6 separate regions of the Mus musculus genome follow, and all the other regions are linked to region 1. The links are chromatin contacts, called in public promoter capture Hi-C maps. All regions are on one chromosome and are shown on one strand. Each heading gives the region's core, a stretch centred on a gene start, on an enhancer-like site or on the middle of the called end of the contact. The rest is flanking DNA. Distances are from core to core; before and after follow the strand shown. Region 1 holds the start of Lrguk (leucine-rich repeats and guanylate kinase domain containing). Region 2 overlaps Plxna4 (plexin A4). Region 3 holds the start of Plxna4os1 (plexin A4, opposite strand 1). Region 4 has its middle 120 kb from the start of Gm32007. Region 5 overlaps Chchd3 (coiled-coil-helix-coiled-coil-helix domain containing 3). Region 6 overlaps Chchd3 (coiled-coil-helix-coiled-coil-helix domain containing 3).

Region 1 (5,140 bases), core at 914-3,413:
GCTTCCCTTAAAGTCATCAGGGCTTCTGCAGTCTGAAGCAGGCTGCACTGATGAATATGGCCACCACGTGATTACTTGGAATCAGGGTGAGAAACGGGAAATCAACCACTCAACAAGAACGTATACTTCACAACTTTTCAGCTCATTCCACATTTTAAAATGCAATACCGTGAAAAGTCAGTATCAGTATTTAGAATATAACTGGAGGAAATAATAAACTTTTTCTCAACATAGTCTCCAAACCAGAAAGGGGTAGCCAGTTGGATGGACCCCTTCTAACGGCTTGTTAATGGCATCCTGAAGACAGATTAATGATGGCGCTAATGAACTCATATCCAAGGAGCCTGTGCTAATTAGAATCATAAGTAATGCTGGTGGTTCATTTGTGAATTCCTCTGGGGTGGAAGATGGTGGAAACCACACAAACATTTCGAAGGAGCACAAACACAGCTACGGTTTGTCGTAGTCTCAGCTGAAGGTGGAAAATTAACCAACAAAGGGAGAATAAAATAAATGATGGCCTTTTTGGTTGTTTGTTATCATTATCTTCATCATCATCACCAGCATCACCATCATCATCATCATCATCGTTATTGTTAAGGCACGGTCTCACTGTGTGGTTCTATCAGTGTTTCTAGCTAATCAGAAACTGGGTGTGTAGACCAGGCTAACCTCTAACTCACGACAATCACCCTATCTCTGCCTCTCAGTGCCGGGTGAGAATGGCAAGAACGCCATTGCCAGCACACTGCTATAGCCAACTTCAAGCAACGTTAGAATGCAACCAGCCCAGGAAGAAAGATGTAGACTAGGAAAAACAAAAAGAGGGATGAGGGGGGAAATAGGCCAAATATTCCAAGTGCAGGAAAGGGCATTAGAGACAAGAGCCCAGGGAAAGGAGGGCAGAAGTGGAGTAACGGGAGGTCAGAGGCAGGAAGGACAAGAAAGAAGGCAAACCAGGAGCCATGTTTGACAGGGGGAGAAAGGTGGCTTGTGAAGAAGCTGAGGGAAAAGAAGGGGGAGCAGCGAAAAAAGGCAAGAAGTGAAATCAAGAAAGATGTTGGTTCTGAGTAGCTATGACAGAGAGAAAAGCCTAACTGGGTATGAGAGGGAAACAGATCAACCTACGATTTTGAAAAAGCACAATAAATAGAAGCCAATACTAGGAGTAAGGGAATGCAAGGTGGAAGGAAGCGAAGGGATGAGGAAGGACAGTCGGTGTGTGGGAATACAGTCAAGTGGGGAAGGGAAGTGGAATCAGGAGATTAGGAAAATAGTTAAGAGCGTTGGGAACGCTCCCCATAAGCCAAACTCTGCCAACTAGGGGTGAGCTGGCTCTCTCTGATCATGCTGTGGCTCCCTTCTAACCAGAAAGAGTGGGAGTGCTTAAATAGGCACACAAATACCCCGAGCAGAAGTAACATATAAAACGTATACATTATTTCGTCTTCAGCAGAGCATTGGGATTTTTTTTTAAACCACCCTGGAGGAAGGAAGAAGATGAATGGCCCGCATAATTTTGTCAATGCGTAATTTTGAAAGCATTAAACCCATACTGGTACACTGATTTTTTTCCCCCCGTTATAACAGTGTGTAATCTGACAGATAAGAAACTAGGAAAAGAAAGTAAATATTTGGAGGGTTTCACCCCCTTTCTCCAAGACAGGAGGTGAAGCACACGAGAAATGGGGGAATAAAAATAAGCAGCAAAGAAAAGCCCTTGCCCTCTGGCTAGAGTGGAGTGGGCTGAGCCCAGGGCTAGAGAAGGCAGAAGCAAGCTGCCGCTGAGGCAGCCAGGTTGAGCGGCTGGAGGATGCCTGAGACTGGGGTGCGGGTTGGGGAGGGGGGGAGGCACACCTCCAAATTCTGCATTTCGGACTCCTCTGACTCTTCAGATTCTCCGTCCTCCTGTTGCTTCTCTTCTTGCTCCGCTTCTGCCTCATGAGAGCGGTGGATGAGCTGGTGGAGGAGGTAAGAGGAGGCGCTTCTGAAAGTCCCTTTTGACTTCAGACCCAGGGGGAAAGAAGGCCAACGGCCCTGACTTTGTTTTTCTGTGAGCGACAGTATCGCCTGGGCTGCAATGCGAGAGGCGCCCAAACCCCGCCTGAAACGGGTGCCTTTCCATCTCGAGGGATTTCGCTCGAAGGCCGCCATCTTGTTTATACGCGTTGCCTAGGAGACTGACGTCATGGCCCGCGGCGCTGCAAGGAACTCTGGGGGGCTGTAGTCCAAGCTTCCGTACTTGCACATTCTGTCAAGGTCTCCATTGGCGTTCACTTTTGCAGCGTTCTGCTGCTTCTTTTATTTTCCTCTTTACGTTCAGTGGCTAGTGTTGTTCCTTTTTGCATGTACTTTTAATCCCTTTTCTCCACCCACTTTCTTTGTCTTCTTGCTGCCTGTCCTTCTTTGAGCTTGTTCACCTCACATTTGATAACATTCACACAAGCATCTCCAGTCTGGCTTCATTCACACCATCGAACTTTGGAAGCATTTGACATCCCTAATTCTGTCGGTCGGAAAGCTAGTAAAGATGAAATTTAACACTATGCACAGCGCCGTGGGAGGAGATGAGGCCGTGACATAGAAGATTGAAAAGACCTGACTCCTCTCCTTTTCCTTTCATTGTAGATAATGAAGAGAAACTACCAAAGGATTTTAAGAGCTCATTTGTAGTTAATTTACATACCTGTCCAACTCTGAGTCTGGTCCTTGGGAAGAAAAAAGCTAGCAGTGGGACCAGAGGGGCAGATTGGGGAAGGGAAGGAAGGGAAAGGGAGGAGAGAAAAGGAAAATAAATCAAACTAATTGTAGTGTATCTGAACCCCTGTGAAGAGGTTAGTATTCCATCAATAATTAGTCAAGTGACCTGCATCTGTAATTATTTTCATCCTGCTGAATAGTTTTATCAAATGTTCTTCTTGAAGGATTAGAAAAGGCATGGCATTCTGCTAGTGTGATTTTATGAAACCCAAATCCTATAGCCTTAAGCTCCACAAAATAGACATGCTATAGAAAAACAGAACGAGAACTGTAGCAACTATTATTGCCATAGCAATGACAACAGAGATCCTGACAGGGAAGTTGTCTTCATCCTCTGGCCTTACTGGGCCATTTCTCCATGCTTCAGTGACAGCCATTACAAATACAAAATGATCCTATCAATGGCTGTCAGGGGAAAAGGAGAAAAAATTCTTATGGACACCATCCATTGACTATTATCTTTCTTAGTGCTTGAGGGACCATTAAAACTGACATAAAGCTTTCAGAATTACCTTCCTTCATTATCTTGCGGCTCGTAACTGGAAAGGGCGCAATGAAAGTATCTCTCTGCTAGGTTTGCCTTGCCTGTTATTTCTTTTCCTAGTGGGTACCGATTTTGACAAGGGATTTCTCTCCAACCTCATTGCCTTAGGGTCTGGATCCACCTAACTAAGAAGACTAGAGTGTTCGCTCTGCTCTTGCAGAAATTATAAAAACGCAAACCCTATGTGTGTCTTCAATAACTTAATCAGCATTTGTAGCAGAGGGAACTTTGCTAACGGCAATCTACTGAGAAAAATGTTTGATGGTAGAGTTAGGATCTGTCAAAGAATAATTTCAAAACATGAAAAACATGTTTGCCCTACAAGGACTAGAATGAAACAGGCTGGGGAGAGTTTATTTGTTGGAGTTGGTCTCGTGAACTGTGCATTCAGATGCTTGTTCTGTGTCCCAAGGTCACATTTCAGTCTAGACGTGGGCATTGTATTGACCAATGTGCTATAAAGAATTCTCCCCAATCTCTGCTTGGACAATAAAAGGCTAGAGCCCAAGACTGGGAAGGAGAGAGAGGAAGGCAGAACTTGAAATGGAGTAGGGGGTCTTAGGTAGGGACTACAAGGAGAAGGAAAAAGGTAAAGGAAGAAGGAGGACTCCATGAGGCAGGATGGCCCATGATCATGTGGCCAAGAGAAGCTCACCCTGAGGCCACACATGAAACAAAACAAGACTCAGTTGGCAAGCAGTGGGTATATTCATCTGGTTATTAATAGCCTCATTGGGTTGTCATAGTGTCAGAACCTGCCCAGTTTAGGTTTGTAGCTTGTTAATGAATTCTGATGTCTTTGTGTTGTTTACTCAGGAGCTAAATGGGAAGGAGTGTGGCAGAAACAATAAATGACATCAGTAATTATTCAAGTCAATCAGAGTTAAAGATGGCAACCATATTCAGAATCCACAAGATAAGGAATTGTGACATAGACTTGCTAAGTTAGAGACTGTTCGAAGTAACTTTGAGGTCCCAAAGACAGAGCCCACCACTCCATCTGAAGCGTCTCAACAAAGCAAAATGTTACTCTTTTTCAGGAGGATGATTTAGAGAGAATGAAGGCACAGAGACAGGAAGTCCACTTGATGGTGGCAACTGTCTTTTTTCCACTGGCTGGAGTCTGACTTCAGGCTCTCAAGATTGGATAGTTTTTTAAAATCAAAGCTAGAGAAATGAAGGTGAAAGGAAGTCAATGACTTTAATCTGAGAATGTAGCAGGGGCTTACTGGGTTGGTGCTATTAAAACGTTTATGTAAAAGTCTTACTGGGTTGGAGAGATAAAAGATCTGAATTCCTTGTCCTAAACACAGGTTTTATAGTTGTAAAGGAGCTGGTAGAGAAGGCTGATATTTAATATTCCTTTCAGAGACAAAACAGGCTAATTTACTACAACATATTAAGACCTAACGATTGGCTTATGATACTGATGTGTATTTGGCCTTTTTATCTCCATACCTACCTTTACTTTCACTTGATGGGTCGGTCCACTGAAGCTCCAGGGAGGTCAACAATTGGCCTAAGGCAGGATGGGGGTCGGGAACAGTGCAAGACACCTAATGTAGACTGAGCAGCACTGCCAAAGCTACAACTTTTTCAGAAAGAAAGAAAGAGATAGAGAGAAAAAGAATGAAGAAAAAGAGGGAGGGAGGGGGAGAGAGAGAAAGAAAGAGAATAAGGAAGGAAAGGGAGAGAAAGAAAGAAAGAAAGAAAGAAAGAAAGAAAGAAAGAAAGAAAGAAAGAGAAAGAAGGAAGGAAAGAAAGAAAGAAAGAAAGAAAGAAAGAAAGAAAGAAAGAAAGCAAGCAAGCAGGGGAGAGAAAGAGAGGAGAGGAGAG
Region 2 (5,140 bases), core at 952-3,451, 1.6 Mb after region 1:
GGAATGGTGATCACTGAAGACCCCAGTTTCAAGGGTTACCCCGTATCAAAGAATTAATATTGGAGAATGGGAAGAATCTCCTATTGGGGATTAGTTACTGATGTCAGTGTCATACTTATATGATGCTCAGAGAATTCAGGGGTGGCTCAGGCCACCATGACTGTCTTCTCACTCCTGTACAGGTTGGCTTTATTAAGGAAATACTAACCTGCCACTCAGCGGAAATTGATTGAAACAAGTCTGCAGTCCGAGGCAGAGGCAGTGGCATGTAGAAAGATGGAAGGGCAGAGAGGACCCTGGGAGCATCCAGCCTCTTTGGATCTATGCTGGAGACAGACTAGGATATGGAGAGCCTTAAATGGCCCAAACAGATTAGGGGAGAAGTTACAGCTGACTGTGCATAGCCTAGTGACTGGTAACCAACTCCTTGAATAACATTCAGCTGGCCAATAGAGGTGATGTAAATAAATAGACTACTGTCTCCACTCAGGCCAGCCCTTTCAGTTACTGCATCAAGTCGCCCCCCATTCCTTGACCTCAGATCATATCACCCTATGAAATGCTCCTTATCCTCACAGCAGCTCTGAACCATCTGTCACCCCTCACTCTTACTCTTCTGGCTCACTGTTGATCTAGCCTGTATGGCATTCCTTGTCTGGAAGCTTCTAAGCCACAGTATCATCCGGCCATGGTGGGGGTCTCCATCTTCCACATTTTCTCTGCTTTGTTTCTGCTCAGTTACCGAATATCCATAAAAGAGTTCATCTTTACACCTGCCTTCTACTCCAACATAGTTAATATGCTTTTGTATATGTGTATATGTATGTGTATATGTGTATATGCATATGCATGTGCTCTTGTGTGTGCAGGTGTATATGCACATATGTATATGTGTTGTGTGGAGGCCTGAAGACCACTTCATATGTTGTTCCTCTGAAACTATCTACCTTGTTCATTCACTTTTTTTTATCTCTCCCTCTTTGCCCTGCTCTCCATCTCCAGAGTCTCCTATTGGCCTGGTAGTTGCCAAGTAGGTCAGGCTGGCTGCCAGCAACCCACAGCGATCTGCTTGTCTCCACTTCCCCAATGCTGGGATTATAAGCATATGCCACCATGCCTGGCTTTATGTCACATGTGTCCTAGGGTTCAAGCCTTATCTTTTAAAGAGGAGCTCTTTGCCGACGGAGCCATTCCTTTAGCCCCTCTGCTAAGATGCTTTAACACAAAGTACCTTTTTTACTCAAAGACATCTCTAAGTTGAGTGTGAAAAAACCTTTTGTAGTGCATTAAACAATGAGCCTGCTCAATTCCACCATATCTCAAATGGTGGGTATCATACTCAAAACTACTCGGTGGGGGGTGTGCTTTTCGAGAATGCAAAATTCTCACTAAGTAGGTCTTGGGTGACACATGAGATTGGGCATTTCTAATGCGCTCCGAAGCTCTGGGTACTTGAACCATATACTGAGTCTAGACTAGACCGAAGTATGGTCTGTGAACAATGTGTTAATGGTCTGTTCAGGGCAGATATCAGAGGGTGAAGACTTGGAAATGCACACAGCACTTCGATATTGTTCGGGATCAGGGGGTATGCCCAATGAATTTGCATGCTGTCATTTGCTATTTTATTTTTTCTAGTCATTTGCTTGGTATTTGACAAATGTATCCTTCTACGAAAGACTGGAAAATTTTCACCAAATGGCTCTCTACCACAGAAAGTTTGAGAAGCCTCGGGTTAGAGAATACCTCTGAGACTTTCAGATGTTCTGAGCTCCCGGACAAAAGTACCCTGTCTAGGGCAACATATCCTGGAGACGGTAATCCCTGCTAAGGATTTCCAGCAAGGTTTTTGGCATCATCCCATCTCCCCCTGTTTTCCACGCTCAGTTCAGTGTTTCCTTTTCTGAGGCAGAATTCCAGTGATCTCAGACAAAGGTTAAGCTTATCAGGAGGGCTGTGCCAGGAAATGCCAGGAGACTGGGTGCCAGGTCACCTGTGTGCAAAGCCCTGAGGTGCCATCCCAAACCTGGGCAGCTCACTCTCTCCCTTCCCAGCGGGCTCTCCTTCTACTGTGGCAACCATCTGCCCCACTTCTGAGAGAGAGAAAAAACAGGCTGAAAAACAGGCCCAGAGAAGGCTTCCTGCCCCACTGGCTGGAAGGGGAGGGCTGGGTTAATGAAGCCAAGTGCAGTTATGAGGGGAACCGGGCCAGCTGGAGCTCTCCCAGGCTTGACCTGCAGTCCTTTGGCAGGACCCGGGCTGCTGGGGGAGTGGCTAGAGACAAAAACATAGTCTGGTTTTCTCTCAGCAGAGGAGGTCTTTGTTGCTCTTGGACTACTGTGAGCTGTCAGGCATACTGGCCAGCCCTGGTGGGATGACCCCGGGGAGTGAGGACTGGCAGGACTGGCGGGTCTTCTTTCAAACTTGCCTTCTTCCTCCCATTCTCCAGCCTTGATGTCTGGTCCTGAGTGGAAGAGCTGATAGACCCTTCTAATATTTAGTCATTCAGCCAGCCAGTCAGTCAGTCAGCCAGTCAGTCAGTCAGTCAGTCAGTCAGTCAGCCAGTCAGTCAGTCAGTCAGTCAGTTGTTGGTCAATCATCTAGGCTTTTTGTTTGTTTGCTTGCTTTGTTTTGTTTTTTGAGACTGAGTCTCACTAAATAGCCCAGGCTGCTCTTAAACTCACAATCCTTTCTCCATCTTCCCAAGTGCTGAGATTGCTGTTGTACACCACTGTGCCCAGCTTTCATTGCCTGTCAATAGACGGGGTTCTTTTTGCCTTTCTCTTCTGAGCTTCAGGGAATCCCCTACATAGAGCCGCTTCATGGATGATCTCACAATCTTTACTAAATGTTAATTAAAGTACAATCACTCAGAGAGCAAAGGGATCAGTGGTGAATAACTATGCTCCAAATGATCTCACATCATTTGCAGATCAACCACTCCAGCATTCAAAACTGATATGATGTTGATCAGGCCCAGGTTTAGTTGAGGGGTTAGATTTTGATGTGTGCTTATGATTTATTGGATGATCCTACACTGCTTCATCCTTCAGTTTGTGTAATTTGTGAGTGAGGTATCATGTTGGTCACAGGAGGATGTGCCATTGAGAAACTCGTGTGTGTGTGTGTACACATGGGTGTGCATCTGTGTACGTTCATGCTTTCCCCCTTTTATATAAAAAGAGATTCTACATATGGTGGTGCTTCTAGTGTTTTTTTCCAGTGAAGAAGATGAACGTTGCTAGCTTGTGGTTACAACCAGACAAAGGAAAGGTGATTGGACTAACTGGGGGTGGTGTTCTGCTGTACTAGGCAAGAACACATGTAAAATTGGTGTCAGCATGAGTGTCTGCCCGCCCAGCTCTAGAGGCTGGTATAGCTGTGAGCCTCCTGTTCCCTCTGGCTATTTAGAACTCAGGTCACTACCCAGCTTTACTAAACCAGTTCCTGGGGTTAGGTGTGATGCACAGACCCAGGGTCATATGCTAAGCTCTCTGATTGACTCAGGATCTGGCCCATGGCAGTGACCTCATTAACCAGGGACTCACAACATTGTGTGAAGCTCAACTTCAGCATACACATTTCCTGAAAAGGGAAAGCAAGGGAGTTAGGGGTTTTGAGGATACTTCTGTGTGCTATGCCCCATGTCTGCTAAGATACTTGAAGGCATCTTTTCTTGGCCTGGTACTAACCTCGCCCTGCCCTTCCCTTCAGAGGCAGGTAGCCCCAGGTTCCACTCACCAACAGTTTCTCTGTGGGTCTGTCTCCAACTGTCACCTCCATGGAGAAGTCAAACTTCATGAACTTACTGTGGTATTGACCTTGGATGTTGAAACTGGAACCGACAAGCCAGCGTCGTCCCCAGCGTGATCCAGGCTTGCATCATGATCATGTCTGAGTCCGTGGGAAGGGGGAAGGATTCTGTCGCTGTCTCTCTGCTTCCTTTGGTTAAGTAACTGGTCTACTGTCCCTGCCCTAGGCACCCTGTGGGTCACGTGGACACTGGAGTGTAGGCACAGTCACCTTTTCTGGTGTTTCCATGTACAAGGTTAGTTGACGCCCTCTCTGGAATACAGACATCTCTCAGACTTGGCTCACTGCTTTCCTTAGAGATGCAGGGATCTCATCTCTTTATGGCTTCTATGGCCAGTCATCTGGACACTGGGGCAGGGAATGAAGGAACCCAACTTACTGCAGTGGCATTACACAACTAACCTAGGGCTCACAATCACACCAGTCTCTAGAGGTGGAGGGTGGGGGGCAGAGATGCATGCTGAGGCCAAACATAAAGGCAGAGGCTGTGTTCTTTCCTAATACACCACACACACACACACACACACACACACACACACACACACACACACAATCTCTTTTCTTACATCTTGTTGTAATGACATGCCAGTAATGTCTTCTGCAGGGCTGATGTCTGGCACAGTTCTGAAATTCTCTGTGAAGAAAGCTGGGGAAGTGAGTGGCTAAGGAGGTGGGAATCCTTGGTGTCACATCCTCTCATGATTTCTACTAGGTCACTAGGAAAGAACATAAAATAAGAACATAAGAGAGGGCTGGTAAGAATGCTCAGCAGGTAAAGGCTACCCGCTGAGCTTGATAACCTGAGCCAGACCTCCTGGAGTCAAATGATAAACAGAAAGAACAAGCTCTGACCTACACGTGCGTGCGTGCGTGCGTGCACACACACACTGTATCTGTGTATATACAAACATGCATGTGCACAAAATAAATAGCTATAGTAAAACATCTTTTTAAAATTCAGGATAAAAGTATAAAATTAGAGACCACAGCACCTGAACACAAGTCAAAAGGCTATAGATCTGTGTGTCTGCTAGGAAGCACCACACTACACGTAGATGGTTCCTGTGAGGTATAGATACCATTCTTACTAGAATGTTCCTCAAAGGTAGACACGGATGGGTCAGGTTTCACTGCCATGAGTCCCCAGGATGGGGACCTTATTGGAGTGGGCACTCCCATGTTTGATGGTCTGCATCCTTGGGATTGAGATTCGGTGCAGGCCCTTGGCAGGTACAGAGAGACAGGTAAAGTAGGGACCGTGAAGGAGCTGAACAACATCATAAGCAGTTGTTGATAAATGATTCCCAGAGGTGTGCTTCAAAACTGG
Region 3 (5,140 bases), core at 1,507-4,006, 1.5 Mb after region 1:
AGTGGGAACCGAGTCTCAGACCGTGTCTTAGTTAGAGTTTCTATTACTGAGATAAATGCCACAATCAGAGGTAAGTTGGAGAGAAAGGGGTTTATTCAAACACACAGTTCCATATCATAGTCCATCACTAAGGGAAGCCAGGGTGGAAACAAGAGCTAATTCAGAGGCCATGGAGGCGGCTTGCTCTTATGGCTTGCTCAGATGGCTTTGTGTAGCACCCAGGACCACTAGCCTAGAAGTGGTGGTAGGCCCTCCCTTATCAATCATCAACCAAGATAATGCACTACTGATGTGCTCACAAGCGAATCTTATGGAGGCTTTACTCTATTGAGAATTCTTCAATCTAGCTGTGTCAAGCTGACATAAAACTTATCATTGCAGTTGCTGTTGCTGGAGATAACCAAAGGAGGCTACAACTTAAGAGGTTGACTTTAAGGGTTTGTGTTTGGAGGGTGGGAATACCTGTGGGTTTTATTGTAGTTATAACTTGGAGAGTTTACAAAGGGGATATGACCAGAGATTTGTTTTGATTATACACTTTATTCTGATTATGAAAATTAGAATGCCTATCAGAAGATATTTATTGAGCTTATATGGCCTTTTCCATTTCCTGACACCTATATTTCTTCTCCTGAACTCAGAGCTGAGAGTGGTCTGACCCTGGGTCACTTGCCTAACTCATGAATCCAGAGCCTTCTGATTGCAACTATCAGAGAACTCAATGGTGCTTCTGCTTCTCCATGGGCGAGGAAGACTGGCTGTATTCATGTCAGAAGAGAGGCTGGGAACGGCCAGGAGTGGTCTCCTATGACTGAGTGGCTATGAGTATAGAAACATTTGCAAGTGTCAGTGCCTGGGCTGTGTTGGATATAGACACTGTGGGAGCTGGTGAGGCATCTTTAGGTGTTTGGGGATGGAAGCATCCTCCAACTTTGCTTTCTGAGCCTTTCTTTTCCTGTGTCCTGTTCATCTCTAATCCAAATGGAAAAAGGACCTAATAATGAAGGCAGTAGAACCTATACAATGCTCAGAAGATCTCATTGAGAGCCTAGGCATAAGAGAGCTAGAAAGATATGGCTGGGGTCTTAGGTTGTGCTGGGACTCAAGGAGTCTAACCTGAGGCCAATTTGTTAGGAAGGCATCTAGGAGGGTTAACCAATTTGATTTAATTTGTATTTCTGTAGCTTCTCACCACTGATCCTGGCTCTGGCCCCCTTTGTAGCCTACTTCAAAGGGTCTCTGCAAATCTCTGCTTATAGAGCACACACCTCTAAGGCTATGGGACCGAGAATCTACCTTTTCTGTCTTATGCTAGGACTCTGTGATGGCCAGCCTTTCCCACAGAAACTTGACAGTTCTAATATGAAATAGACAGCCCACTTTGGGGAGGACATTGTTGCGAGCTAAGGGTCTGTGTCCTTCATGAGTCTAGGGGTTGTCCTAGACGTGGCTCCCTACATTCTTCTCCCTCTTTAGTTTGCTGAGTTCCCTTATAGAGCCCTAGCCTCTGGCTCCAAGTAAGTCAAGGAGTAGAGAAAACATCTTAAATCCTGGGAATGTTTTAGGCAACTAGGCAACAGACTGGCCAAGATCAAGGAAAGACCTCAGTCTCCAGGAATGTGAAAGGGAAGTGGATCACTACACCCTGTAGATGGGACAAAGGTTGTAGTCAAGGGAGTGTCTATCACTCCATTTCCTGAAGTCTGAGTTTGAAACCAGCTGAGAAGCACCCGGCAGGACCAGTCTAGGGCTGATAGTGGGAAGCAGACACAGAGTGGATACAGACCACTTCCTCTTCTCTGTGAGTTTTGACCTCAGAGTGACCTTCTGCTAGGAAAAAAAAAAACCCAAAACCAAAAAACCCAAACCCAACCCAACCCAACCCAACCCAAACCAAACAAACAACAAACAAGTGGGTCCATGGGGCAGGGACTCTTACTTTGAATCATCACCAGTCACCTATCAGGCCCTCATACTGGGGGTAGACGGTGAGGACCACCACAGCTTTGCATAGCCCTGCCCTGCCAGTGTGCAATGTGCTTCATGCCCCTCTTTCATTGTTCCCAGAGTCCTACAGAGCAACAGAATAGTCAGGCTCCAATCCCCAAGGGCATAGAGGGACAGAGAGTCAAGCACTGAGGTTAGTATTATGTAATTAATGCTAAGTATGTTCTACAGTCTAGAGCATACTGTGTGTCTGAATCTCAAGCCCACTACTTCTCCCATAGCATGTCTCAGTGCAAGGCCAGTAGAACTTGTCTGGGTTGGCAAGGTTCCTGTGCAAGGACCATCTAGGAATGTGTGGTCCTAGACACTGAGTATTGGGTACAAATGGGACTCTCCAAGTTAATGCAGTCTGCAAACTTCTCCCAAGATTCCAGAGGCCTTTCTGGAAGAACTATGGCTGGGCCAAGCTCCCATATGACTTGAAGGTTTACCCACTGGCCTTACCAGTTCCATGGGGGTCCCAGAGGTACAAGAACAAGCTTCATTTTCACTTTCTGCCCAACAGCATACACCGTTGATATGAAGGAGGACTCCATCCCTACATGCTGTGTGATTCAACTGATTCCCAGACACAGCAGGTAGTCCTAGGAAGTAGGCAGGGTTATCCCCTTGCACTCATGCTGGCCTTGTGTCCCAGCATAGCTGGTCACTCAGGTTTGCCTGGCGCCTGAGATCCTGAACCCCGTGAAAACGAGCATCCGGAATAGCCAGGCAGCTGTCCCAGGCCAGCCTCAGCCGGTCTGCTTGTGCTGTTTTCGTTTCTCTGTCAGCAGGAAGCTGGACTCTGACTACATGGGTTTGTTTCCTGTTATGGTGAGAGGCAAGGGTTCCTCTCTTTGCTTGGCACTCACACTCCCTTGGTCCAGGAACTCCTCCTCTTCCACACCCTGCCCCCCTTCTCATTCCAACCAATCTTGTCAACACTACAAACCACTAAACAAGTTCGTGAAATAGGTACACATTGCAAGCCCTCACTCCTTGTAAGCCCTTTGAGTACACAATTTCCTTATTTAAACTTCAAATGCCAGTGGTAAGGCAACCCCAAGACAGAAGTTCCCTCCCTGCCCACCCCCATGTCTCCCCACAATGTAGCTCCAGTACTAGGCATCCAGGTCTAAAGGCATTCTTGGTCAGGAGGAATTGCAGTAGAAGTCCCATCTGGATCTTTTGAGGTCATGTGATGATGGCCAAGTCCTGGGGGATGAGCTAGATCTGGTGGGAGGAAGTCCAAGGTTGGCGTATGGTGTTCTCCCAAGATGCCACTTGGGAGGCCAGCAGGTCAGTGTGTGTGTGTGTATTGGGGGGGGGGGACCCAAGAATCACACAAATTTTAAAACAGACACATTCAAGAGACTCAGTCTATAAGTTTCTGAGCTATGACTTAAGGACATGGATCCTCACCCTGCTGAGACATTACTTTGCAGGTTCGGCACAATGTCATGCACACTGGTAAATATGCCCGCATGTGCACACAACTTCCGTGTGTCCATCTCCCCTCTTGTTGCTTCTCCTTGTCTTGCTCTAAACCACTATCTTCATGTTTCATCACCTCTGTTTTATCTTTGTGGCTTCTTTCCTCTCCTGCTCACACAGGACCCTCAGCCATGAACACGGTGATATTTCTCTCTCATACGTATACAAGTGTGTATGTGTATTTGTACACATGAGACTCATTCAGTGGGCATAGCACAGACTGAAATGGGATGTTGGACATCTTATCCATCAACACATGAATGTACCTCACCAATCACCCCAGATGTAGAGTTCCCTTTAATTCATTTCATCTACACAGGGTGGTATCTTGGCAAGGATGCTGGCCAGGGAGTCCTGACCTTTGGGCCTCAGCCAGCACCTGCTCATGAACTATCAAAAGGCCAGTAAACAGTTCCCCTTCTGCTCTAATTTTATGCTAAGGAAGGAGTTGGTGAGACAGTATATATTCCATAAAAAGCAAAAAAGAAACACACCGATGTTATTAGAAAGTAAGGGAAGGCCCTTAGAACCCCTTGATGAATGCAAATGATCCCAACCCCACCCTGCACCCCCACTTCTGGTTATACTGTCCCCGTGGTTTATTGATGGATTTACACCATCATTATCTTCTTTGGAGAGGTTTGGACTGTATATAACTGAGGTTGCATTCGGTGTCTTAGTCCCTAGGATGTGCTTGTTTGCTGGCCTGTCTTCCTTTCTCTATGCACACGTGATGGGGGCTCAGACACTGTGCCAGGAAAAGACATCTTTTAAGCTACACTCTTTGCTTTGCCTCTCCAGTGTCCTTTAATTTTGTAAGGCTGAAGGGAATGATCACACATCCACACACTGGCAACTGCTCTCATTTCGTTAACAAAGTTAGAGAAGGAAGAGACAACCAAGGGCACTTTCCTCATTCTATCTGTCCATTTAGGTCCTTCTCCCTAGTGAGTCTGGCCCCCTATGCTGTCCACAGACACACATCGGCATCCCTGAGAGCAAAGAAAACCAGTATCGTTCTCCGTGTCATTACTATGTCTCTGTCAGTGTTCCAAAATATAATGGGATCTGTTCTCCTGATTTATCCTGCATGCAGGCGACATTACCCAGACACACAGGCCGGAGGAGCAAGAGAGGAAGATACACGGCAACATGAGTGGAGCTAATAAAATTTATCCCCACTAACAAGGGAATGACCTACCCCATAATTCAGCCTGGTGAGCAGGGCCACTGCTTCCCTGTACCCGCCAGGAAACACACAAACTTAATCATCGTGGCAATCCTCACCTCAATTATAGTTCGAATGGTGGCTGTGGCTGCCTGCCTTAAACTCTGGGAGGGGGAGCAAGAGCTGGGATGGATGGGTGGTTTTGTATGGGATTTATCTGCCCCTGACAGGCAGCTGCTAGGGGCGGGTAAAGCTAAGGTCTAGAAGGGGATGGAAGCTTCCTGGTGGAGTTTGGCTGGTACTGCCCACAAGGCTGAGAAACTTCTCTGGGAGTCCCCAGGGGTCCGGTCGTTGGGGGGGGGGGGAGAGGCCACTAGATTTGCTCCCAGCCTAGTTGCCACCTGCAGAGATCTGACTCTCTTGCCAAGCTGGTTCATAGCTGTGGCCTGTGCAGACCTCCATTGTGCCATTCCCTGGCTACTTATTAGAGGG
Region 4 (5,140 bases), core at 1,153-3,652, 1.2 Mb after region 1:
CACAGCCAAACCTCCCAGCTTAGCAGTGGCTGCAGCCCAACTGACAAGCCACAAAAGAAACAGGAAGCTTGCAATGAGCTGAGTGAAGCCAATAAATTGTAAACCAAGTGATCAGCACTGTATGGCAGTCAGGGATCCATTCGGATCTCCTCAGGTGTGTCCCTGTGACCCCTGTAAGAAAGCATCCAGTCTGGGGACACATCAGACCCAGGCAAGTGAGACACTGCTGCCAAAATAACTGCCCTGCAACTTCCAAGGCATCACTATCATGAAAACTGAGAGGAACACAAAGCAAAGAAACCCAAATATTGGTTTAAAATCAGAATTAGCAGAATAGAGAGTAGGTAAGTTAGAGGTCAATAAATACAATTTTTTTCTCATTTTGATGACAACTGTCGGTTAAATAAGTATTACAGCTTCTAAAATACACCATAGAATAGTACCATGGTCTCAGGGAAGAGAAATGCTTCTTTTGTGTTTTCTTAAATCATAAAGGAAATGGAATTAGTCACAACCCTGAGACTGTTGTTCATCACGGCACCATGAAGAGAATGAACAGGCAAGCTTAACAGAGATATATTTGTGAAACACAGCCAACAAAAGACTCATATCCTGAATATACAAAGAGTATTTATAAATCAGGAAGAAACAGAGCTGAGCAGAAAAATGGGCAAGAGGCTACCATGGGCATACTATGAAATGTTAAAATGTTAGGACTTCTGCTTCTTTGGTCAGCTGGATTTTGGAGACAAGTTTCATGTAGCCCAGGGGGGCCTCAAAGTGAATATGTAGCCATGCCTGGTCTTGAACTCTTGAGCCTCCTGCCTTAGCATCCAAGTGCTAGAGTTACAGATGTGAGCCACCAAGCCTAGCTACAGGATATAAATAAGTGACAAGCATATGAAAAGCATTAGCAACATTACTCATTAGCTTCTGCTTATCCTTCAGAATGGTAGAAAGAAGATGGGAAATGCTGACTATTGGCTGGGATGTGTGAAAATGGGGGGTCGGCACAATCAATGTGAGCAACTCTATTAAAACAGGACATATGTGACATCTGATCTATGAGTCTCCTACCTGGCACATTCAAGTAGCACAAGTCACGACAGCTAGCTTGCAAATAGAAACTGGAAGGGTAGGAAGACCGAGGTGTATGGAATATTATACAGTCACGCACAGTAATACAAATGGGTGGACTATGGCTACACACATACACACAGACGATGCTGTTGAACACAAGTCCACTGCTGGAGCTGAGAACAGAGCTCGATTGGTAGAGTACTTACTAATATGCTTTAGGCTCTGGGTTTGAGCCGTAGCACCGTATGAAACCTAGTGATGCACACCTGTAATCCAGCACTTTGGGCATGAAGGCCAGAGGATCTAAAGTTTCTTACCCTTGGCTACACAGCTAAAGCCTGGGCTATGTGAGATGCCCCCCCCCCCAAAGAAAAGACAAACTCTGTAGATTTGTGGGTAGTGTGGGTAAAGGATGCTTTTGTAGCAACTCTATTTCAAAACCAAAAATCATCACTAATGAATAGCAATGACCTTACTGTGTGTGTGCAGTTTCCATCCATGGGAGTAAGGGGATGGGGCTCCAGGTCCTGCTGATGGTTCAAGTCTTTGAGTACTCAGTCTGTTTGCTTGAGGTCTCACTACTCTCTAGGGCTGTCTTGGAACGTCTGGATTTTATGAGTGTGAGCAATTCCCTCCCCCCTGCCCAGCCTCCCGAATAGCCAAGGTCACAGACATGCATTTCCATGCCTGGCTGGTATATTTAATTTCTAATAATTTGTTGAGATTCATATTTACAGCTTACATTTTATGATAACAAGGATTGAAAATAAATATGCACAAGTTTGGGTTGTTCCTACATCAAGGATTGCCACACTCGATGACAATTTCAGTAAGCCCTGCTCCAAGCCATCTCTCTGCACAGAATATTTATGTCCACCACCTCCCGTCCCAGTAATCCTATTATTCCCATTTTCAGATAGGGAAACTGGGGCTTGGAGTTTACATAATTTGTTCAGAGTCTCACAGCTCGTAAACTGGACCTTAATCCTTCCCTCTGCAGAAGGCTTTCTCCCACCTACTTTCAAAGTCCCCTTTTGCGCAGCCCAGCCTGGTTCTATTCTATAGCCCTTGAGAGTTCCAATTGCTTAAACGCCGCTCCCCTGCCCCCCACCTCTTGTCTAGTACGCGTTTGTAGAGTATAATTCTGTGGGCCGAACCAATCGAAGCCCCTACTCTTCCTCACCTTACCCTCTGTCATGAGTGCTGCAGCAAACTTCCTGAGGTTTCAGGCAGAGGGAAAATGACTGCAGAGCCTCCAGCCTGTGGCTGATGCTAATTTTGCTCGTTGGGGTCTGTCAGACAATTTCCCTACTTCCTTTTTTTACTTCCCTTGAGTTCCAAGACATCTGTGCGACTGCGTGGAGCTCCCTCCCTCCTCCTGCCACCCAGGAAGCCAGAGACTGAGAGGCGGCTGAGCTGTGCGCCCACTGTGTCTGCCACCGGAGGGTGTCCCAGGTGCAGCCACTCAGCGGGCCCCAGGTGGGCCACTGGGGTACCGGGCCCAGAGCCCAGCCGTGCTAAATAAAGCTCTCAGGGCCACGTGCCTGCTAGGTTCTCAAGGTCTTCTGAGGTGAAAGATGGGAAGGAATGTAGCAGTTGGGCTGGAATTTTCCGCCTCTACTCTAGCAATTTGTTACTGGTGTATTGGTTTTCGAAGCTAGGCTGCTCAATAACACAGATACAAAGCAGCCCCGAGTAGGGCTGCGTGAAATATCACCAGCGCAGCTTCGGCCACCTGCCTTCAGAAGGAAGGAAGGAAGGAAGGAAGGGAAGGAGGGAGGGACGGAGGGAGGGACGGAGGGACGGAGGAAGAAGGACGAAAAGAAAGAAATCGAAGTCCCATAAATCTATACATTTTTCCTGCGTAATTGTGACCACAATCTCAAGTTGTCCTGAACTGCTAATTATTTGTACCTAGCCTTCAAACCTCCCCAACCTATTCCTTACTCTTGGAACATTCTGTTGCCCAAAATGCCACCATCTTCCTGTTGCCCGAGCCTGGCTGTCCATGGATTTCTCCTTCACCCTCTAATGCCCCCAGACTTCTAGAACAATCTATTTGGCCCTGACAGCCTTTTAGAGTCACGAGAACATAAGCCAATCCTTTGTTTTATAGACAGCTTGAAGACACATAAATAATGTCCTATGTGAGGATTACAGGGCACTAAAAAGGTTACAGGCAGTCTATAATATCCTACAGGGAAATCTCTATAAATCTGTAGGGGGTGGGGTGAAGGGCCAAGCTCTTCCGGTTCTTTCCATAATCTCTCGCTGCAGGGTGCAATAAATACTGTTCATTGTCACCTCCCTAAAAGTTAACACTTTCCCTCCTGACAGATCTTGAGTTTGTGAGGGTGACTAAGTCTCTTAGGAAGCAACCACCTTTCCCCAACCCAGCAAAGAATCTTCATTACGATTCTAAGCCAAAATGGTAATTCTACTTCCCTTGCCAGTGATTGGCTTGGGGCCGTGCATGTGATATTATGCTAGCCAATGAGGAGGGAGGGAAGTCTGCCTCATGTTTCTGGAAATGTTAAAAAAAAAAAAAAGAGGTGTGAATGAGGTTGGAGTCTATTTCCTCTCGTGGCCACAGACATCACAGCGTGAGTATACAAGATCTGTGCTTCGGTGGCCACGTTGTGATCCTGAAGACAGAAGCTAGACAAAGAAGGCAACAGGGAAAAACGATGGGAACCGCTTGCTGTATCATGATGTTAAGCTACAGAGTTAACAAGGCTTGCTTGGGACTTCCTGTTAGAAGAGTGTCGCTTGTTTTCCTTCTCTTTCGTGTGCTTGGATTGGGTTTCCTGAACCTTTCCTTGGAAAGTTTTTGACTGATATGGACCTGTGATAAAGATGCAGTGTCTCCCGTCAGGGCATCTGCCCCGGGCTAGCTTCATCCTTAGCAAGGATCTGGGGCTTACTAGCTATGGCAGTGACTCTTTATGGCCAACTTGACAAGATGTAGACCCATCATGCAAGCACATCTCCAGGCACGTCAGTGAGGCCGTTTCTTGAAAGGTTTGGCGGAAGAGGGAAGGCTCGCCTTGAATGTGGATGACGCCATCCAGGGTGGTTGGGGGCCCAGACTGAATCAAAAGAGAAAGAGTTGAGAATCGGTGTTCAGGCTCTACTTCCTGCCTGGGCAATGTGTGCAACATTGACCAGCTGGTTCATGCTCCTGCCGTCATGCTTTCTCTGCCATGACTAGTACACCTTCAGACCATGAGCCAAAATTAACCCTAAGTTGCCGTTGTTAGATATTTTATCACAGCAACACAAAAAATAATTAAAACACCAATGTTTAGTAATCTCCCTGGTGAAGTTTATCATGTCCTTAGTCAAGATTAGGCCTTTAATCTCAACACAAACAGTTTGTTAAATATAGTTTCCAGTCAGACACATGAGAAACATGAGGTGTGGGAGATGGGTGAATAGACATTTCTTCACGGAAGATGGACTGAGGACCTAGGAGCATGAAAAAAGGTGTTTGGCATCTGTAATCCTTAGGAGAATGCAAGCAAAAGCCACAAGTGGGTTGGGTCTCAGTGCTCTGAATGCATGGGGACCTGAATTTGAATCTCCAGTGTCCATGTACAAAGCTGGGTATTGTTGGTATTAGGACCTCCGAAATCCGAGACATCACATAGGCAATAGCCACAGTATTCCCAGAATCCACTTAGCTCCCCTCCCACCTTTACCTGTGTTACATCATCACCCACATATAAAGAAAAGGCCCCCTTTGATCGCTCTCTCTCTCTCTCTCTCTCTCTTCCCCTCTTCTATTTCTGCCACCACCTTGCCCCTCTCTCTCCCAATAAATCTCTTACACGTGGAACTGCTTTGACCTGGTGTGCTATGTTTAGACATTAGTCACTATTCGAACACATCAGGTATGGTGGTGTGTACCTGAGATTCCTGAAGCTGGCTGGTCAGCAAGTCTTGTCCAGTCAGTAGCTCCAGGCTCAGCTTCAATAAGGTAGCGAGAATGGTAGAGGAAAACAAATGATGTTGCCTCCTGGGTTACAAACAAACACAATCTCACACGAGATGCTATTTT
Region 5 (5,140 bases), core at 1,713-4,212, 1.1 Mb after region 1:
CATGTAATATATGTATGTATATATGCACATATGTGTTTTATATGTGTGTATTTTTAGTAATTAGATGGATTGGATGGAAGAGGTATAAATAATTTGGGCTCATTTTCTAATTCCAAGGTATTCTAAAGTCTTTTATTGTAGTAGTACATTGTGAATTTCACTTCCTATTATTTATTCTCCTGTGACATTTTTAATGTGTGTATGTTGGATATTTGGATGTTTGACTACTTCTTTCTCTTTTGGGGTGTTCTGACAATTTCTATTTTTTTCAAATTTATTAAAATGCCAAAGAAAATAATGCCTTTGACCAGTAAAATTATTAGGTGAAAGAATATATTTGATACAATCATTCTTCATACAGGCAAATATATAAATGCATATTTTCATATATGTCTAAAGAAACATTTCTGTCAGTTTATAATCCTGTTAGCAGTGTGAGAGTATGTCCGATTCCTTACCCTCCTTTCAGGATTGGGTATTATAACTCTGTTTCATTTGTGGTTGATATGAGAGACAAGCATCACATACTGATAACTTGAATTGCTTATTAATTTTTCTTTCTATCTATCTCTCATCTATTATGTATTTAACGGTTGGTTGGTTGCTTGCTTTTTATGAGACATGGTTTCTCTGTGTAGCAGCTGTGGCTGTCCTGCAGCTTTCTTTGTAGCCAGGCAGGCCTTGAACTCACAGAGGACTGCTTGTTTCTGCCTCCCAAGTGCTGGCATTAAAGGTGTGCATCACCATGCCCCACTCCACTTTGTCGTTTTAAAATATTTTTTATTTGCCTCCTACTCTTCGTATTTGTGAGTTTGACTTGATATATGTCAGATGGGCTACATCTTTGCTTTATTGTTTTTATATTTTTGGTAGGGTTTGTTTATAATTAAGGTTTATTTGATACTGTTTTATTTCAGATTAAATTTTAGTTTTTATTTTATTTCATGTATATGGATTGTTTGTCTGCATGTGTATTGCACCACATTTGTACAGTGTCCATGGAAGTCAAGAAGAGGGTTTTAGATCTTCCAAACTGGAGTTGTAGATGATTGTTAAGCTCCATTTGAATGCTGGAAATGGGACCTGGGTTTTCAGGAGAGGGGCCAGAGCTATTAACTACCTGTGGAGCCCTCTCTAGCCCCATATTTTTTTTCCTTCCTGTGTTTATTTTAGCATATGGTGTCTCACTAGGTGTTTGTACAAAGTTTTGCCAGCATCAGTTTTTTAAATAAGTAATTTATCCATTCTTCTTATATTTGTCTTGATCATTTTACTTAATGTAGAATTAAGGTAGTTTCTGATCTTAAAATTCTGTTGAATTGGCACAGTTGCCAGTGCTTTGACCACTGTTATTTATTGTAGACTCACAGGATTAGAAATATTTGTCAAGGCAATTCTCCAGACAGAATTGCCGTGCTAGTATGATCTATCTATTCCAAATGAACACTGCTCTCTGTTCCTTGATCATTTTAGTACTCAAGGCACTTGGTTTTCTTCTTAGGTTTCAAGAACCTTTCGGCAATGTCTGGAGTGTATACACAAGTTGAAGTTTTTTATCTTCTAGTATTTAGATATACTGGTGGTTATTCTTCATAGGTTCTGTTCATAGTAATCCCCTCTTCCTTTTTTTCTTGGGGTGGGCATTGTTTGGTGGAGTCCCTTTCTCTTGGTTTATAGTTCACTCCTTTATTATTGTGAATGGTTGGGTGTCTTGTAACAGGCAGAGTACTGCACCTCATCCGATGTCTCCTTGTAGACCATACATAGCATGGAGCTATGGTCTGTATACCTGTAAAGTTCATTTAGCCAGCTGTTCTATTCCCGTGGTTTGCTGTTGAGAGGAATTGTGTGGCAACATCTTCTCTCCCTGTTTGGCACTCCTGTGCAGCTCCTCCTTGCCCCTCCTGGTCTAGGTCTCATTGTACTGTTTGCAGTTATTTAGTGTTTGTGTGGAGATATCTTGTTTTAATATAGTAAGAGAGGAAGCTGTCTGAAAATTCTCCTACCGTAGAAAGCCACAGGATTCAATAATGTAAAATTACAGTGGTTTCTTTAAAGTCTTCAGAGAATTGCAATTATTAACATCGCGAGTAATTTTCTTTCTTCCTTAACTTACAGTTGTTAGAGAACAATTTAGAAAATTGATGCTTCTGTCAAAAGTCAGGATAGGTAGGATACATGCTCCATCTGGATATGACAACATTAAGAATCCCACAACTTTTACTAACTGTGAAAAAAGGAATCTATTTTATACTCCATTAGACTGTTGCATATCATAAATAATTTATAGCACTCCTGGTTCCTGTCTGTATCAAGTGTATCAAGGATGATAAACTAGTTGATGTAGACCTTTTTTTTTTTTTTTTTAAATATATGCAGTAGCATTCCACTTTCTGTTCCCTTTCTATTCCTTCTTCATTAGAGAAATATATTAGGCCTGGCAATTTCTAGTCAATGACTATAGGACTGGAGTCCTCCTAGGAACAGCAAGACCAGAATGTCTTGTTTCTTAATTTAACTACTAACTAGATTCCTGGAGAACAGTTCAGCCTTTGTGTGCTCACTTTCCTTGTCAAATAAACTTAGATACTTCAAGGAGTTGCTCTGAGAAGTCACAAGAGGTCTGTCAATATCCTGTCTCCTCCTTCCCTGGTGGTGGTGGTGTGGGTCAAACTGAGACCTTCACACATGCCAGGGAAGTGTCCTATCATTAAGACACCCCTCAGCCCCTGAAATCCTGCACTAAATTATTACTGCTGTGAGGTCCCTCAGCTCCACTGCAGTAGTTCGAGGACTGAGTCAGTCTCCGAGGTCTTGTTCACAATCTCCTGTCCTGTCCATGGCATCCCCTGACTAGGCTGCTTCCCTTATCGAACATCTAAGCAACCCAGACTTCCCTCGAACGATTGGAAAAGCAGCGGAGCAGGTGGCATGTAAGCAGCAAGCAGTTCTGTGCTTCTAGTTCTTGCTGTCGCTAGCAGTGTAAGGAGCCTATTATTACCAGCAAGTGGGAGGTCTTATTGCTGTGGTTGGGTTTCAGAGACAGACACAGTTTGTCAAGAAGAGGATGAAGCTGATAAAGTTTGTGACGAGAGAGCCGGTTCTCAAGTTACGTGTGTGTGCAGCAGAACAGACGCTCGCAGGTCCAAGCCTGGAGTGGCGGTTCCTCTGAGTGGTTGATAGTTTTAGTGGGGATATTTTGAAGAGGTCAGGAAAGCCTTGTTTGAACTGAAGTGTGGTTATGCTGATCAGCTGGGAGTCTCCATCAGCTTGAAGATGGCTTGAGAATCCAGCACAGGTGTGAATGCTGAGGCCGTAACTGTAGCTCTAAGAAGTCTAAGAAACAAGTGCCTTGGTCTATGTGCAGTCTTCAAGGATGACATAATTCTAAGAAATGCTCTTGTGTGTCGTTACCTTAGCTAATTCTTAGCTAAGATAAAGTAGCATATGAAAGGACAGAACTCAGGAGCTATGGCCACTATATCCTCTTTGTTATATTTAACACACAGAACCTAACACTTAAGAGCTAGAACTGTAGCAGTGAATAAAAACATATATGTGCATGCCCTGAGCAAAGCACAGAAGTGCCTGCTTTGAAGTCTTTTGACAGGGCATTGGCCATTAGGAAGGTGGTTTCTTTGCCTATAGTAGAACTAATCTTGAATGCAGGGTCCTGCCCTGGGTCTAAAACTTCTCTTATTTTCAATTCTTTTGAAAATACAAACTGACAGGGTGGTTGGAACAATATTTCTTCTGGTCTGCTTCTGAATAAAAATGAAATCTGTTCAACAAAGCACTTGCTTTTTACTTTATGCCCTCATGCTAAGTCCTGTTGATAACCTGTAGATTATATATGTAAAATATTTATATATACACAGTGTTTATATACATGCATGTATACACACACACACACACACACACACACACACACACACACACATATATATATATATATATATATATATATATATATATATATGTATGTATTCGTGTAGTCTGAGGTAGATGCTGTCACATGGAGAAAATGACCCAGAAGGGAGAGACAAATGAAAAACACAGAAAGTGGTACAGGCTTCTAGTGATGGCCTTGGTTTCTCTGAAAAACAGAGCCCAAACAGTCTGCGCTCCAGCACTCAGCTTGTTCTCTGAGGAAGGACTTCCCTTACAGATGGCTACAGATTTAATCAGGGACTTAGGGTGCATGAAGGGAGGGCCTCAGTTGTATAGAAAATGTACTTACCTGAAGCACTCCCTTTCCAAGGGATGCCAGATAATTGAGTTATACCTAAATCTTGAACTGTTTAACACATGTGCACACACGTCTCATTTCTGTGTGCTGAGAGGTGTTAAATGGCTTGAAAACTGTAATTAAATAGCTGGGATCGTGCTGCAGAACCATTGAACATTACTCTCAGCCCTGAGTGCTAAAATTTAACCTGAGTAGCTGTGACTAATCCAGTCTTTGTAACACATTTGAGTTAAGAGGTGTGTGTTCCTGTTCATGTACTTTCTCATTAGCACTAATATTGCTAATGGGAGTGACAGATGTATTTTAGTTTTGCTTTCTATCACTCAACCTTTTAGAGTACTTGCTCCTTAGACGAGGTAATTTGCTCTCTGGTACATTTATGGACCTGATTGTTTTAACACTTTTACTCAAAAGGGAGTATGTCTGTGGGGACCGTTTTAGTTGGTGGGCCCTTGGGAAGAGAAGTTTCGATTAGTCATTTGAATCATAAAAGAAGTGATGGTGGTGGGTCTGGTGAGTAGGGTTCCCGTGTGTCTCAAATATTTCTCCGTTTGTCATGAATTTGGAAGAACCATTCCCAGGTTCCCGATTTTGCACTCTGAGTTTCCTTTCAGGTTTTATTTCTGTAGTGTTAGTACTATAGAGAATAGTTAGTGTACTTAGGACTACTGAGGTACTAAGTAGTTCAGCCATGTTGACAGGGAAATTAGAACTTGCCAAGCAGGCTTGGAACTGCACCATTATTTCTGAGTAACTTCAAAAATGGCCATTTCCAAGTTGTGAACTGTTTCGTCTCTTTTAAGAAAGGGTCTTGTGTGACCTTGAATCTCTGCTCCTTTCACCTTTACCTCTGGATTGCTGGGTCACTGGCTTGTATCACTTTAGCCTCTT
Region 6 (5,140 bases), core at 1,172-3,671, 1.0 Mb after region 1:
ACTGCCAGCAGTGGGTCCATGCTCAGACAGAGCAGGAGCTTAGAGCCTACTTGTCATTCATTTGACAAGTGAGTAGAAGGAAGCTTTGGGTTGGGTTGGTGTCCTCCCTGGCCTTCAGCATAGGATTTGAATTTTTTTGTCCTTCATCCCCCAGCTGATGATTTTGAATTTAGTCTATCCATACAACATACAGAAAAAGAATATAAGCTATTGATTATGTCCACCATTTTTAAGGAACTAGATAAAGCGTTATCACTTAAAAAATTGAGATATAATTAACACTTCCAGAAGACTGTGTGTGTCTTTATAGTGACTTCCTATGAAACACTTTATAATTATTTAATTACTTTAGGTTGATGGAGTGTATATAATTAGTGAAGTTTAAATATTAAAAAAAATCCACATCAGTTTCATGAAGAAAAGAAGCATGTTATGATAGCATTTTTTTTATATCTTGAAATTATATTTTCTTTAATTAAATTTTATGTTCACACGGATTTGGGGGGTGGTCCAATTCGTGTTTACTTTGCGAACTGTATTTCAGGAGTTCTTTATTACCACATGGTGCAGGCTTTTTCTTTGAGTAATTCACCATGCTAGTATGTGCCTTTCCTTTCATGATTTGACTCCCATGTGCTCTGCTCTGGCCGTGAAAGGGAAAGGGCCGAGGAGATGAACAAACAGGAATGTGAGGGCCCCTCCATGCCTCAGGTGGGATGGAGTTGGCACCTAGCTGTAACCTGGACAAATGACTCTTGATAAGGGGTTCATTTTCTGTCACCGTTTTAGAGAGCAGAGGGTAGAGCAGCTATTATGTTATTATTTTTTTCTTTAAAAATGTTTTGTTTGAAGCTTTCTTTATAACAACCCTCCAGCTGTCAAATCTTGGCGAAAAGTGTGTGTTCTATATGATACTTGACTGAATCAATAGCTTTCCCCACCTTCTTCCTTTTTTGTTCTTCATCAGCGAAGAAACTTTAGCACAAGCATTAAGAAAGCTTTCCGTTCAGTCTTCTAAAAGCGGCATCTTCGAGTAGCAGTGCATTTAGGCATTGGTGTGTCTGTTGCCTAAGTTTGAGTGAAGGCTTATTGTAAGCTTTTCTTCAGAGTGGTTCTCCATACTCCTACATTGTCACCTGCACAAGTCCTGATGGCCTAGGTTTTTCTTTTTCCTCAAATGCACACAGAATTGTCTACCAGTTCTCAAGTGTATGAGATCCAAACAAAGATACACAGACAAGTAAATTTCAAATACATATGTTTGAGGACATTGAAATTAATTTCCAAAAAGTGATATATTTCTTTGTAGAATTATTATAACTCCACATACTAGTTCTTAATTGATGCAGAGTATTGAATGTTCTAATGACATGTGCACTGTGTAATGTTCAGCCATGTTGCGCCCTGCTCTCTTCTCAAGTGTCCCTATTTCTGTGTGGTGAAAATGGTCAACTCTTTAAGTGCAATCTTTTCCTTGAGCAAATTTTAAAGCTCATTCAAAACCAGAGACAATCCAGGAATACGCACTTGTATCTGTGCTCTGCCAGGTCTGAGTGGTGAGGAGAAGCAAGAAATAGTCAACAGGCTGGTGAACTGTGCAGCAGAGCTGTCTTCTGTCAGGACAGCTTAACTCATCACCTTATTTCAGGGAGATTTCTTTGGACCAAAAGATCAAATCTTAACTGTGGTTAACTTGGGAAGCCTGATAGTTCAAAAAGGAAGACAGAAAAACCACTAGCTAGGGAAAATTGGAACTGGCTAAGACTGCAGGAGAAAGGAAGCCATTTCTCAGCAGGAGACACAGATGAGGGCTCCTTAAAGGGAAGTGGGTGGTAGAATCTACCTGAGTTGAAGATGCCGTTGATTTCAAGATGTTCTACTGAGAAAAGAAAATGGCTGCAGATTATGATCCAATGTTTCATCTCTTTGATTTTCTTATTAAAATACCTCATTAAGACTAATTTTGAAAAAAAAATTCTTCCTGTAAGCAAAATAAACTGGTTAAGGTGGTGGTTCTTAACTGGGGGGCATTTTGGTCTCCAGGGGACATTTGACAATGTTTAGAGACATTTTTGGCTGTCACACCTGTCAAATCATATCTAGTAGATGGTACCCAAGATGCTGCTAAAGATCATGTAATTCTTAAGATGGGCTCTTTGCTACCTTTTGTCCCCGACAAAAAGCATTTCATGGCTAAAATGCCAGTTGTGCCAACAGTGAGGTCCCAGGATTCAAGCCTCTTTCAGGCCTTTGCACACTGGGCTTCACTCCTTCCATTCATTTGCTCAGTCCTGATGTCCTGGTTTTCCCATGTAGTATCATATTCAGCATCCTCAAAACCGTGGCAACATAGCATTCCTTAAGGGATTGCTCCACTGCCACTTCTGGGAGTTTTCCAAGCTGCTGACACCACTTCTGCAAATTTTGATGCTCTGTGCAGGCGATGACACCCGAGGCAGGACTGCCTCTCTGCAGTCAGGAGGTACATTAGGCATGTGAGAGTGTGGAAAAATATGTGTTGGTAAAATCAGCCCATCTGCAGGCCAGACTATGAGATCCATCAGATTGCATGGCACCTTGGCAGGCTTGCCCTGCCTTCCTCCCAGAGCAGATGCCCTTTCTCTGCTGTTCTGACTAGTCATGGCACACACATTTAGACAAAGTCATGTAAGCTGAAGAGATTTCTAGCCACTCAGAATTTACCCCCACTTCTTTTAGGTTCTGTTCCTTTGTGCTGGCTTTCCCCATGAGACATTTCTTGTTAGTACCATAGTGACAGCAGAGCTGAGTACAAGTTTTGCAGCAACCTGTGTTATATTCTAATTAAAACCAAAACCAAACAACCACATCTGAACATGGACTTTCCATTCACTGTACTGTGGATCTGTGGGCACTGGGGTAGTTTTCTGATCATGCTTCTAAATTACAGATGATGAGCCTCCATGCTTAAATTCTTTTGTCTAATTTGCATGAGCTCATTAAAACATCTAATAGATGCAACAGTCATTTGGTCTGCTGCTGAGGGTCCACAGGAGCCAGCCTGTTTTTCCTGGGACAGTCTGTTGTGTATGTAGGCTGAGGTTGGCCATACTGCTTTGGCAGCTACCGCACACCAATGTCACAAGGGCACAACACACAAGGACAGGCTACAGTTTGAACACAATCTTCTAAGATGTGGTTTACTTCCCCTCGTCCTGCCTCCAAAAGCCAATCTCTGACAGCAAGAAAAATGTGACTACTCCTGACCTTTGACCCTTGGCATTCAAATTTCACCTCTTTACCTATAAAGGCAAGTGAAAGTGTTTTGCTTTAATAACCTTTCTTCAAGAAATCAGGAAGGAAAAAGGAGTCGGCATCCAGTTGTGAAGCTAGCTGTCTGTCAACTGAGAGACTCCCTGCCTGCTATTTTTAAATGGCTATCAGTTGAGATTTGTCCTCAGTTTTAGTAATTTGGAAAATTATATTAGATCCATTGGAGCTTAATTTAGTTAAATAAATTAATCATAAATTTTATCAGTTGTCTCCTTGAAAGCATAACATAGTTCACTTACTTTTCCCATTGATAGTGGTATGGAAGCCAGAATTGGGACATGAGACATTCTTGTATCTTTTAGTTCATTGTGATAGTGAAACTCATGGTAATGTTACGTTCTGTCTAAACCCATTCTGTTTAATATGTTCTGACTTTATTATCAGATACATCCAGCCTTTGGAGGAAAAAGGTGAAAGACAGGGGAGGGAAGAGTTGGCTAGACAAACAGATTTGTGAGTTATGGCCATGTTTAAGCTATGTAAGTAGTCATGTACTAAAGTTCTATCTCTAAAATCAGAAAATACTCACAGATAGTTTTCAATGGAATGAATCACCAGGCCTGGAAAATACTGACTAGAACTGTCTTTCTGGAAGAGACAGGGCTTGAATATAGTTTGTCCCCCAAAGTTCCTGTGTTGGAGACTTGGCTTCTGATGTTGTAAGGTGGGAGGTGACAGAAGCTTTGAGAGGGACCTAGAAAAATATATGTGCATAGGCTGTGGACAGCAGGGAGGTACTGCCCCTCACATCCTGAGAATAACTAAGGTGGTCTCATGGGACCCATGGTGGCTTGCAGCAGTGAGCTGCTGTGAAATCCAACCAGGCCAGGCTGCTCTCTGTGACCTCACTGTTTCATGTATGTTCTTTCTGAGATGGTGTCAGCAGTAGCTTTAGTGCAATGAAGTTAAGTTGGGTGCTGTGGCCTTGAATCTCCAGAACTATTAGCCAACATAACATCTTTTCTTTTTATTGATTGATTGATTGATTGATTGGTCTTTTCGAGACAGGGCATTTATTGATTGATTGATTGATTGATTGATTGGTTTTTTCGAGACAGGGTTTCTCTGTATAGCCCTGGCTGTCCTGGAACTCATTTTGTAGACCAGGCCGGCCTCGAACTCAGAAATCTGCCTGCCTCTGCCTTCTGATTAAAGGATTAAAGGCGTGCGCCACCATGCCCGGCAAAGCATCTTTTCTTAATAAAGTGGGCTTGCTGCAGATTATTTTTTTAATATTTGTGAAAAGTTACTAATATTAATGCATGTGGCTGAGTATTGCATAGTTATATCTTATATTAAATAAAAGAAAAATTAAATTGTATCTTTATAATTTTATATTACCCAATGACTACAAATTTTTATTTTAATTTAGTGTAATATTCATACTCTTTCTGTCATATGCAAGTTATAAGATTATAAAAACTACGACTTCAACGTATATGCAGTTTATAGATATGTAGTAAGTCAAAGACAATAAGAAGCTCTGAGGGCTATTAATGTTGAGGACTAGTACTTACAAGACCTATCTATCATAAAAAGAGTTTGGCTATAAACTTAAGCAATCTGTAGCAAGTAGTTTTTCATGTCAGTCACGCTGGCATGGACAAAGAAACAGTTGTTACTATTCAGAGGCTCAGGGAAGACCTGGGTCAGTGTAGCAGCTGTGTACTGTATCCCCTGTGTCTGGCCACTTTGAGCATGTGGCTGATTTGTTAGACATGGAGCCCTCTTTGTGCACAATGCCAGACCCTCCTGGGCATAGAGGCTGCTCCTGTAGATCACTGCTCTGCTTAGTCTCATTGTTACCTGGTTCTTTTTTCCCTGCATT

The links. Promoter capture Hi-C pulls out the DNA fragments that hold promoters and counts their contacts.
Region 2: a contact with region 1 is called in a promoter capture Hi-C map of liver, with 3 times the contacts expected there. The contact joins the enhancer-like site here to the promoter of Lrguk in region 1. A contact is called at or near these places in 6 of 39 promoter capture datasets (the 3T3-L1 cell line, embryonic stem cells, hippocampal neurons and 2 more).
Region 3: a promoter capture Hi-C map of liver shows a contact between it and region 1, with 4 times the contacts expected there. The contact joins the promoter of Plxna4os1 here to the promoter of Lrguk in region 1. A contact is called at or near these places in 8 of 39 promoter capture datasets (the 3T3-L1 cell line, 3T3-L1-derived adipocytes, the C10 cell line and 3 more), 1 of 115 datasets of contacts at active chromatin or transcription factors (astrocytes) and 1 of 9 other capture datasets (embryonic stem cells).
Region 4: a promoter capture Hi-C map of hippocampal neurons shows a contact between it and region 1, with 6 times the contacts expected there. The contact joins the enhancer-like site here to the promoter of Lrguk in region 1. A contact is called at or near these places in 7 of 39 promoter capture datasets (the C10 cell line, frontonasal cranial neural crest, hippocampal neurons and 2 more) and 1 of 115 datasets of contacts at active chromatin or transcription factors (embryonic stem cells).
Region 5: a promoter capture Hi-C map of the C10 cell line shows a contact between it and region 1, with 6 times the contacts expected there. The contact joins the enhancer-like site here to the promoter of Lrguk in region 1. A contact is called at or near these places in 6 of 39 promoter capture datasets (the 3T3-L1 cell line, the C10 cell line, hippocampal neurons and 3 more) and 1 of 9 other capture datasets (liver).
Region 6: a contact with region 1 is called in a promoter capture Hi-C map of hippocampal neurons, with 4 times the contacts expected there. The contact joins the enhancer-like site here to the promoter of Lrguk in region 1. A contact is called at or near these places in 12 of 39 promoter capture datasets (the 3T3-L1 cell line, 3T3-L1-derived adipocytes, the C10 cell line and 7 more) and 1 of 9 other capture datasets (liver).

Annotation. Positions count from the first base shown.
Region 1 is chr6:34,026,471-34,031,610 of GRCm38.p6, reverse strand. Lrguk (leucine-rich repeats and guanylate kinase domain containing) reads right to left here and starts at 2,163. Exons shown (of 20, transcript NM_028886.1): 1 at 1,858-2,163. The coding sequence starts at 2,154. Gm38786 (a long non-coding RNA gene) reads left to right here and starts at 1,887. Exons shown (of 4, transcript XR_868961.1): 1 at 1,887-1,971.
Region 2 is chr6:32,394,357-32,399,496 of GRCm38.p6, reverse strand. All of the region lies in intron 3 of Plxna4 (plexin A4), which reads left to right. Among named protein-coding and RNA genes, the nearest start is that of Plxna4os1, 110 kb to the left of the region's middle. Within about 2 kb of position 2,201, at least 92 of the 459 cell types and tissues checked have an H3K27ac peak or open chromatin away from gene starts, as enhancers often do. A contact at or near this core is called in liver, where this site is marked.
Region 3 is chr6:32,508,757-32,513,896 of GRCm38.p6, reverse strand. Plxna4os1 (plexin A4, opposite strand 1) reads right to left here and starts at 2,756. Exons shown (of 2, transcript NR_040277.1): 1 at 2,452-2,756. The region is part of intron 2 of Plxna4 (plexin A4); the gene reads left to right.
Region 4 is chr6:32,778,158-32,783,297 of GRCm38.p6, reverse strand. No RefSeq gene overlaps it. Among named protein-coding and RNA genes, the nearest start is that of Gm32007, 120 kb to the right of the region's middle. Within about 2 kb of position 2,402, at least 48 of the 459 cell types and tissues checked have an H3K27ac peak or open chromatin away from gene starts, as enhancers often do. A contact at or near this core is called in hippocampal neurons, where this site is marked.
Region 5 is chr6:32,938,378-32,943,517 of GRCm38.p6, reverse strand. All of the region lies in intron 4 of Chchd3 (coiled-coil-helix-coiled-coil-helix domain containing 3), which reads left to right. Among named protein-coding and RNA genes, the nearest start is that of Chchd3, 120 kb to the left of the region's middle. Within about 2 kb of position 2,962, at least 8 of the 459 cell types and tissues checked have an H3K27ac peak or open chromatin away from gene starts, as enhancers often do.
Region 6 is chr6:33,002,177-33,007,316 of GRCm38.p6, reverse strand. All of the region lies in intron 3 of Chchd3 (coiled-coil-helix-coiled-coil-helix domain containing 3), which reads left to right. Among named protein-coding and RNA genes, the nearest start is that of Chchd3, 56 kb to the left of the region's middle. Within about 2 kb of position 2,421, at least 10 of the 459 cell types and tissues checked have an H3K27ac peak or open chromatin away from gene starts, as enhancers often do. A contact at or near this core is called in hippocampal neurons, where this site is marked.